3 separate regions of the Mus musculus genome follow, and regions 1 and 3 are each linked to region 2. Evidence: chromatin contacts called from public HiChIP or PLAC-seq data. All regions are on one chromosome and are shown on one strand. The core of a region is the stretch at or near the end of the contact, and the rest is flanking DNA. Distances in the headings are between cores, read along the strand shown.

Region 1 (2,700 bases), core at 122-2,621, 180 kb before region 2:
ATACATAAAAGTAAAGGCAAAGTGGTATGTGACAAATTCTAAGGCTATCTGTGTACAGGACACAGTGCTGTGTAATAGTCAGGGAGAATATACTTCAGGATTGGCAAGCATCCAGGATTAATGTCGTGTCTTTTTACTGAAAATGTTTTCTTTCTAAACTACACTTTTAAAGTTACTTGTGGGAAAAAAGCAAACACTTTTTTGTTATAACAGCTTAGAAATTGGTTGTGACTCACGGCTCGATGAACATGAGGCTTTTCTGCAACTCCCTTGCAGATTGATGTAGGCAGGCAAAGATACACTGAACCTTTATAAATAAAATAGAGGGGCCACAATTGTTCAGTTTGTATGAAATAAAAATATGGGAAGCAATTCAAAAGCAACTCAACATACAAAGAAAGCTAAAAGCACGTATTGACCTATGAAATGGTGCAAAGAATCTGCACAGCCCTGTGAAATGTGCCAGTGTGAAATTACAACTTTATTACTTTAGTAAAAATGAAAACACAAACCACAGCAGGGATCTAGCTTTGCTAGGATGCAACTGCTTTTTCCTGAGACACCACCATGATCTTGCACGCCTCCTTACTGAACCAACTACCTAATGAATGCCGAGAGGTGACTAAACCGAGGCTAATCTGTGAGGCAGGGGAATGAAGGGAGGGAAGACTAGAAAAGTACGCGGAGGGAACCCACGTTAGAAATGCTCATTTGCGGCTCCCCGTGTAACCGTATGGAGCAAGAACGCCCGGGTTTTCGAAACCCGTCCAGCTCCTTCGGGGATCGCCTCTCCTCCGAAGAGTATCAGAGAAATTCCGCCACCCGGCAGCCAGCACCCCGGAGCCCGCGCTGGTTCCAGCCCTTCGCCGACGCTCCAGTTTGCCCGGCGGCGCCGAGCCGCCGTGCCGACCAAGAGGAACTCGCATGACGGAAAACGAGAAGGGGACAGAGCCCCACCGTCGGATCGGACTCTCAGGAAGGAGGCAGCCCGGACCAGTAGAACGCGGCGGCTGCGAGAGACTCGCAGGCCAAGCAGATCAGACAAAGGCCCCGAGCCTGGGGTCAGCAAGCAGGGGAGAAAAATGGCGCCCCGCGCAGACGCACGCTGTCACGGCCCTCACCTCAGGCTTCCAGGCGGCCTCGCCTTGCTCCCACCCCGCCCAGAGCCTGGGCCACCGCTCAGACTCACCGTCCCGAGCCGTGCCCATGAGCTGGTCCAACAGGGCCCGCATCTGCGCCTGGGCGGACATGGTGGCCAGTGGGGACGGCCGAGAAGCTCCGCACAACTCGACCAGAGAAGCCGCAAACAGCGACGAGGAAAGACGCTCCTATCAGCCTGAAGCCCGCACGGCGCTTTCCGGCCGCGGGGAATGCTGGGAGGAAGTTCTTTGGCGTTGATGCAAGGCCTGTCGGGAAGTGTACAGGAGTCGCTGAGTGGAACGGTCGCAAATCGTTCTAAAGACTAGATCAACTAAGCTTGATTTTGGCCGGTCGTGGTATGCCTGTAATCCCCAGGATCAGGCTTGAGTAGTTCAAGGCCAGCGTCCTGGGTGTCAGGCTACCCTGTGGAAGCGTGGTCTTTGTGAGACTAAGATCCTACCTCCTGTTTTTTTTTTTTAAAAAAAAAAAAAAAAAGGGCTGGAGAGACGGCTCAGCGGTTAAAGGCACAAACTGCTCTTCCAGAGGTCCTGAGTTCAGTTCCCACCACCATCTGTAATGGGGTCTGATAACCACTTCAGCTGTGTCTGAAGATAGCTACAGTGTACTCATATAAATAAAATAAATAGATCTTTATTTTAAAAAAAGACTAGATTAAAAACTCCACCACTAATTTTTATCCTGGTTCCTGAAACATCAAATTCTCTGCTCTAATGAGACTTTAGTCAAACAAATAAATTAAACTTGAGGCAAAGGCCTTTAATCCCAGCGCTGGGGAAGGCAGAGGCAGGCACATCTCTGAGTTAGAGACTAGCCTGATGGTACAGAGCAAGCTGCAGGATTGCCAGAGTTACACAGGGAAAAGCTGTCTCAAAAAACAAAACAAGGGGGCTGGCGAGATGGCTCAGTGGTTAAGAGCGCCTACTGCTCTTCCAAAGGTCCAGATTAACGAAATCTGATGCCCTCTTCTGGAGTGTCTGAAGACAGCTACAGGGTACTTACATATAATAATAAATCTTTAAAAAAAAAAAAACCTAATGATAAGTGAATTTCTAGGTTATATCTCAGTTCTTTTTGTTTGTGTAATATAGTCTCATGTTGTCCATGCTGACCTTGAACTTATTATGAAACCAAAGATGACTTGCATTCCTGACCCTCCCACTTTCCCTTCCTTACCAAGTGCTGCAATTACAAAAATGTGCAAATGTGCTTGCCTCCATTTCTTCTGTTGGAGACAGAGTCATACACACACACACACAGAGGCCAGGTTGGACTTGAACTTGCTATCCCTCTGCTGCTCAGCCTCCAGACCATTGAGATTATCAGCACATGCCATTACACTTGGTCCATTTCTTCATTTACTCTCTATAAAACTATATTGCTTATTTCAGTGAAAGTTGAAATGCTAAGTCATATTAATTACATGCTTATTTATTTATTTATTTTGTTACTCCCCCCCCACCCGCGCTCGACTTCTTCCTCTTGCTCCAGCCCCTAGGTTCTTTATTATTTGTTTTCATTGTGGATGATTGTGAGCCACCA
Region 2 (2,700 bases), core at 94-2,593:
CAGCCCATCGCCTGACTCCTTATAACCTTTCATCTGCAGCCCCATTGCTTGGTCTGAGCCAGGAGGTGTGCATTCTCTACACACTGGTTCTATTTGGGCACACAAATGCTGGAAGTCATAAATATTTTTCTTAGTTTTGGCACACAACAGGAACACCTGGCTCCTCAGAAAACTGATCTTGACTGAGAACACCAAAGGACAGGTGGATACTTACCATGACACACTAAATAGAAAGGTTGGCACTCACTGGAACTGCATGTGAGAATGTTTGTCAGTCAAAGGGAATTTCCAGTCCTTGCATTAGATAGAGGGGACTTTATTCTTTCAATATATATATTCCTCACAAAAGCATTCAGTTCTTACAGGAAAATAGGACTACATTTTAGGGAGGGAGCACATCACCTTCCTTTTTCCCAGCTGCTGGAAGTCTCCTATAATATGCTGGGAGTTTTGCTTGGGGATGACTCAGTAGATTAGCTGGCTGTACACCTGGAAACGGAGTTCAGTTTTCAGCTTTTGCCAAAACTGCTTATGAAACCATACTTGTCCATGGTGCCCACGAGTGTACAATTGGTTCATAGTTTCCCCTGGCTAAATGGCTAAATTTAGTTCTTGACTAGATGCACCTCATTGCTTCCAACTGGCTTAGTCAACTGCTCCGCATCTCTGAGCACGACCCTTTGATGATGATAACGGCATTAGTTAGCAATAAAGAGATAAGCGCTGTTTATGTAATTTAAAAACATGTTCAGAGCAGGGTTGTTTGGGCCAGTCTACAATCCATGGCGGCAGGATTAGGAGTTAAAGGTAGCGTGGGCTGCACAAGTTCCTGTTTCAAAAAGATACCAAACAACATATCAAAGTAAAACAACATCTGTGCCTCTTTATTTTACTGTGCGCTCCTGTGGATGAATGTGTGAGCCCCTTAGATCCTGTCCTTGTGTGAGAGACTTTGGATAATTCCTTACCTGGTGGGGCAATTCGAGCGCTCCTTCGCTCCTACTTGCTGCCAATTAATATTCTGGTTTGTACCACCAGTTTGTGAAGGAGTCACACAGAAGGGACTAGCGGCTTCTTTTGGGATATGCGAATGTTTTGTTCCCGTTCAGCAATAGTTTTCCAAAACCTATTCTCGGGCGCCTCTTCCTGCGACAGAACACTTCACTCATCCCACTCGCGCAAATCGTACGGAAAACTCGAATTGGGCAGAGCACCGTCGCCCCTAAGCTGTGCCCTCTTCGAACTCACCTTTATAGCAATCCATGGGGGCGTGATCAGGTTACACGGCGTGCTGACGTCACGCGCGACGGAGGGCGGGCCGGCGCCGGCGCCGGCGTCCCTCACTGGGTTCCTAAGCTCAGGCGCTCTGGCTTCATCCTCCGCTGCCCGGCCGGTGCCTGTCTCCCACCGTCCACTCCCCGCCACTGGGTCCTTACATCATCCGGACTGTGCCGCTGCCATGGGCCCGCGCCAGCCGCGCTGCGGGGCCGGGAGCCGCTAAGGTGCGGTGCGAAGATGGGCGAGGGCGGAGCAGGGCCCGAGCGCCAGCCTCAGCAGTCCGGGCGCCCCGCGCGCGCCCGCCCGCGTCGCCGCGGGGATGCCCGCGCCCGCCGCCGCGCCCTGAGCGCCTTTGTCTGCCTTCCGCGCCTTTCGTATCATCCCTAGTTTAGCCGGCGCCGGATCATGGAGCTGTGCCAGCCGACCTCCCTGTCAGACCACGACCAGCCAGCGTCTGGGCCCCAGCGTGGGGTCATGGGGCTGGTGGGGCCCGACGCTCCTCGCGGCTGGTCAGAAGAGCCCGAGGAACACGCCCAGCTTCAACGGTGGCCAGAGGGACCCAACGCGCCAATCTGCTGGCCCGAGGAGGTAGAGGAGCCTCACGCTCCTAGTCGCTGGGCCAAAGAGCCCAATGCCCCTCGCTGCTCGTCCCAGGAGCCCGATGAATCCTGTCACTTGGCAGAGGAGCTGGAGGAATCCGACTCCCCTCGCTGCTGGCCCCAGGAGCCAGACACACCGTGCCACTTGGCCAAGGAGTTGGAGGAACCCGACGCCCCTCGCTGCCTGCCCCAGGAGCCCGACACACCGTGCTACTTGGCCAAAGAGCTAGAGGAACCCAACATCCCTCGGTGCTGGCCCCAGGAGCCCGACGTGCCGTGCCACTTGGCCAAGGAGCTAGAGGAACCCGACGCCCCTCGCTGCTGGCCCCAGGAACCAGACGCATTCTGTCACTTGCTCAAGGAGGTGGAGGAACCTGATGCCCTTCGCTGCTGGCTTCAAGGGCCAGACGCACCGTGCCACTTGGCCAAGGAACTGGAGGACCTCGACTCCCCTCGCTGCTGGCCCCAGGAGCCCGACGAATCCTGTCACTTGGCTAAGGAGCTGGAGGAACCAGACGCACCGTGCCACTTAGCCAAAGAGCTGGAGGAACCCGACGCCCCTCGCTGCTGGCCCCAGGAGCCCGACGTGCCCTGTCTCTTGGCCAAAAAGTGGGAGGAATCCGACGCACCGTGCCTCTTGACGGAGGAGCTGGAAGAGCCTGACGCCCTTCACTGCTGGCCCCAGGAGTCAGAGGCACCGTGTTTGTTGGCCAAGGAGCTAGAAGAGCCTGATGCCTCTCACAGCTGTCCTCAGGAGGCGGACACAGGGTGCCTCTCGGCCAAGGAGCCAGAGGAGCCTGATGTCTCTCACCTGTGGCAGGGG
Region 3 (2,700 bases), core at 151-2,650, 230 kb after region 2:
AGAGGCAGCAAGTGCTCTGAACCACCAAGTCCTCTCTCCAGCCCCATAAAAAATGGCTTTTCAATCGCAATGTGACTGCTGTTTTTGTGTGAGTTGGAAATGCCACCTGACCCTTCTGAGACGTCTCCCCTGTGTCCTGGTTCCCATTCTGTGGTCTCACTAGTCATGCTGATTAATGGCTACGGAAGGTCCAGTTAAGGGGTCTGCTGTCTAGTAATGCCAGCATCCATCAGTGTCATGGGGGTGGGGGTGTGTGTGAGAGGGCTCCTGCTGCTTCTCTGGGAACATTGCTTCTGCTGTTGGTTCTTCATTGCCCCACACTCCACACAGCCCAGGCAGCCTGCCTGGCTCTGCTGAGAACCTGGGCTTTATGTGTAGCCTGGCTGTTACAAGCAAGGGCCAGCCATAGATCTCAACCTGGCCAGAAGCTGAGTGAATGATGGACTCGGAGTTGATCCTGTGACATGACCTCCTACCACCAAAGACACCCAAACAGGAATCCATACACTCAACGAGTCACTTGGGTTGGGTCAGGTGGGTTCTCTCTGCCCCAGAATGTCCACAGAACAGGGATCCCTGAAAAATGAGGCCTTTGCCTCCTGCTCCAGTCCCAACCTACTGGCCTGCCGTCCCACTGAGCATCTAGGCAGGCTGCTTATTGTAGGCAGCTGTATTCCCTGTAGAGGCCCATCGGGCAAGAATAACTGCCATCCCATCTTTGCAGTAGCAGATTGTTTTGAATGATACTTGGGGGGGTTGCCATGGTTACACATCCTATTGGTCTGTCACCTTCACTGTCCTCAGGAGCACACCCCCTCCCTTATCCAAGCTGCAGTCAGTTCTACCTTCACGTGGCTATTTGTGGCTCTTCCTGGCTATCCCCTGTGCCTTCTTGACTGGTGTTTTTGCACTGGAGGCCCTGCTATCTCAAATCCAATTCAGGGATGTTTGGTTAGAGCTTCCAGCCTTGGCCATGAATAGGGAACCTGGGGCTTCGTTGCTGGAACAGTGCAAATAAGGACAAGTGTGTCTACTGAAAGCAGCTCCAGCTCAGGAGAAAGTATGATGGGAGCAACTGGACCTTGACATTCTGGGGATGGGTCACAGACCTATTTTTAGTAGAAAGAAAGTATCCTAGGGAAGGTAATAAAACAGGCTGCCTAAGAGGGTATTGGGTGCTGCAGGCTGCCAGCTATGGCCTACTGGGAGAAGCTTCTGCCGCACGTGGTGCAAGAGCTGGACGCAGGCAGTGGTTCTGGGTCGAGCTGTTCGGTGGGGGACGATCTACCCAGGCAGTGCGTCGAGTTGGGGCCGCGCGTGCGCGTGCAGGATATGCGCGTACTCTGGCTGTGTGCGCGCTGGGCTGGCATCTCGGTGACGCTGTCTGAGCTCGGGGAGCGCAGAGCAGAGCAGGCGGAGCGGGCCGGCCGGGGCGGAGCGGAGCGGTCCGCAGAGCAGCCCCTCCCGGCCTCGGCCGACCCCGGCCCTCGGCCCGGCTCTATGGACAGGAGCTCGCTGCTGCAGCTCATTCAGGAGCAGGTGCGTGGTGGGTGGGAGCTGGCACTGCCTTGGCGCCCTTCCAGCCGGTGAGGGGTTCGGGGGAGGGACCATGCTCGCAGAAGGCCCAGGCAGCCGCCTCCCAAACCCCCCTCCCTGCACGACCTTGGTCTCTGAGACTCCCGACCCCAAGAAAGGTCTGGCTTCATCGGGTTTCCACGGAAAGCTGGGGATGGAGGGTGGTGGTCCTTGGACCTAGGTCCTTCCCCTTTCTAGGACTGGTAGAGCGAATATGAGGTGGTAGAACAGCCAAACCAGGCACCTTGCCCTGCCAGGGCCTGGGAACAAGCTGGTTCTAGCAAACAGGCACTGACTGGCACAAAGGTCCAGCCTTCCTAGCCAGCCTAGCTCAGCCCTGTGGCTGGGAGTTGGCCCACCCTCTACTCCCCCACCACAGCAGCTGGATCCTGAGAACACAGGCTTCATCGGTGCGGACACCTTCGCTGGTCTGGTACACAGCCATGAGCTGCCCCTGGACCCCACCAAGTTGGACATGTTGGTGGCTCTGGCTCAGAGCAACGAGCGGGGCCAGGTCTGCTACCAGGAGCTGGTGGACCTGGTCAGTGCCATGGTGTGTGGGCAGCAGGGGAGGGCCCAGGCCTGGTCAAGCGCAGCACCCTGACCAAAGCTGGGTGGGCACACAGCTTTTTACTGGGTAGGGCTTACAGACCTGGGCAGTGTGGAAGACCCTCAGACCATTAGCAGCCACACAGCCAAGTAAGGTAGGGTTCCACAGGAACAATACTGTCACCTACACTAAGGTTCCTGCCCTTCAGATCAGCAGCAAGCGTTCCAGCAGCTTCAAGAGAGCCATTGCTAACGGACAGCGGGCACTGCCCCGAGACGGACTGCTAGATGAGCCAGGCCTGAGTGTCTACAAGCGGTTTGTGCGCTATGTGGCCTACGAGATCCTGCCCTGCGAGGTGGACCGCCGCTGGTACTTCTACAGGCACCGCACCTGCCCACCCCCTGTGTTCATGGCCTCGGTCACTCTTGCCCAGGTGGGCCTGCCTACACATTGCCCTGGGGCCTCCTGAGTCCCTAGTCTTGACCAGCCCTAACACTAGTGTCCCCAGATCATCGTGTTCCTGTGCTACGGGGCACGTCTCAACAAGTGGGTGCTCCAGACCTACCACCCTGAAT

What was found. HiChIP or PLAC-seq counts read pairs in DNA pulled down with a chosen protein or histone mark.
Region 1: a contact with region 2 is called in an H3K4me3 HiChIP or PLAC-seq map of embryonic stem cells, with 17 read pairs. The contact joins the promoter of Luc7l here to the promoter of Rab11fip3 in region 2. A contact is called at or near these places in 2 of 484 Hi-C or Micro-C datasets (CD8 T cells and embryonic stem cells), 7 of 115 datasets of contacts at active chromatin or transcription factors (the SCID.adh cell line, embryonic stem cells and stem cell-derived neural progenitor cells) and 2 of 9 other capture datasets (liver and pancreatic islet).
Region 3: a contact with region 2 is called in an H3K4me3 HiChIP or PLAC-seq map of embryonic stem cells, with 13 read pairs. The contact joins the promoter of Rhbdl1 here to the promoter of Rab11fip3 in region 2. A contact is called at or near these places in 1 of 39 promoter capture datasets (neural stem cells), 1 of 484 Hi-C or Micro-C datasets (embryonic stem cells), 5 of 115 datasets of contacts at active chromatin or transcription factors (bone marrow-derived macrophages, embryonic stem cells and memory CD8 T cells) and 2 of 9 other capture datasets (adipose tissue and pancreatic islet).

What each region holds. Positions count from the first base shown.
Region 1 is chr17:26,251,581-26,254,280 of GRCm38.p6, reverse strand. It overlaps Luc7l (Luc7-like), which reads right to left and starts at 1,371. Exons shown (of 10, transcript NM_028190.3): 1 at 1,190-1,371. The coding sequence starts at 1,250.
Region 2 is chr17:26,068,161-26,070,860 of GRCm38.p6, reverse strand. It overlaps Rab11fip3 (RAB11 family interacting protein 3 (class II)), which reads left to right and starts at 1,343. Exons shown (of 14, transcript NM_001162868.2): 1 at 1,343-2,700. The coding sequence starts at 1,684.
Region 3 is chr17:25,835,827-25,838,526 of GRCm38.p6, reverse strand. It overlaps Rhbdl1 (rhomboid like 1), which reads left to right and starts at 1,400. Exons shown (of 8, transcript NM_144816.1): 1 at 1,400-1,539; 2 at 1,955-2,116; 3 at 2,334-2,558; 4 at 2,634-2,700. The coding sequence starts at 1,501. It overlaps Rhot2 (ras homolog family member T2), which reads left to right. Exons shown (of 19, transcript NM_145999.3): 19 at 1-70.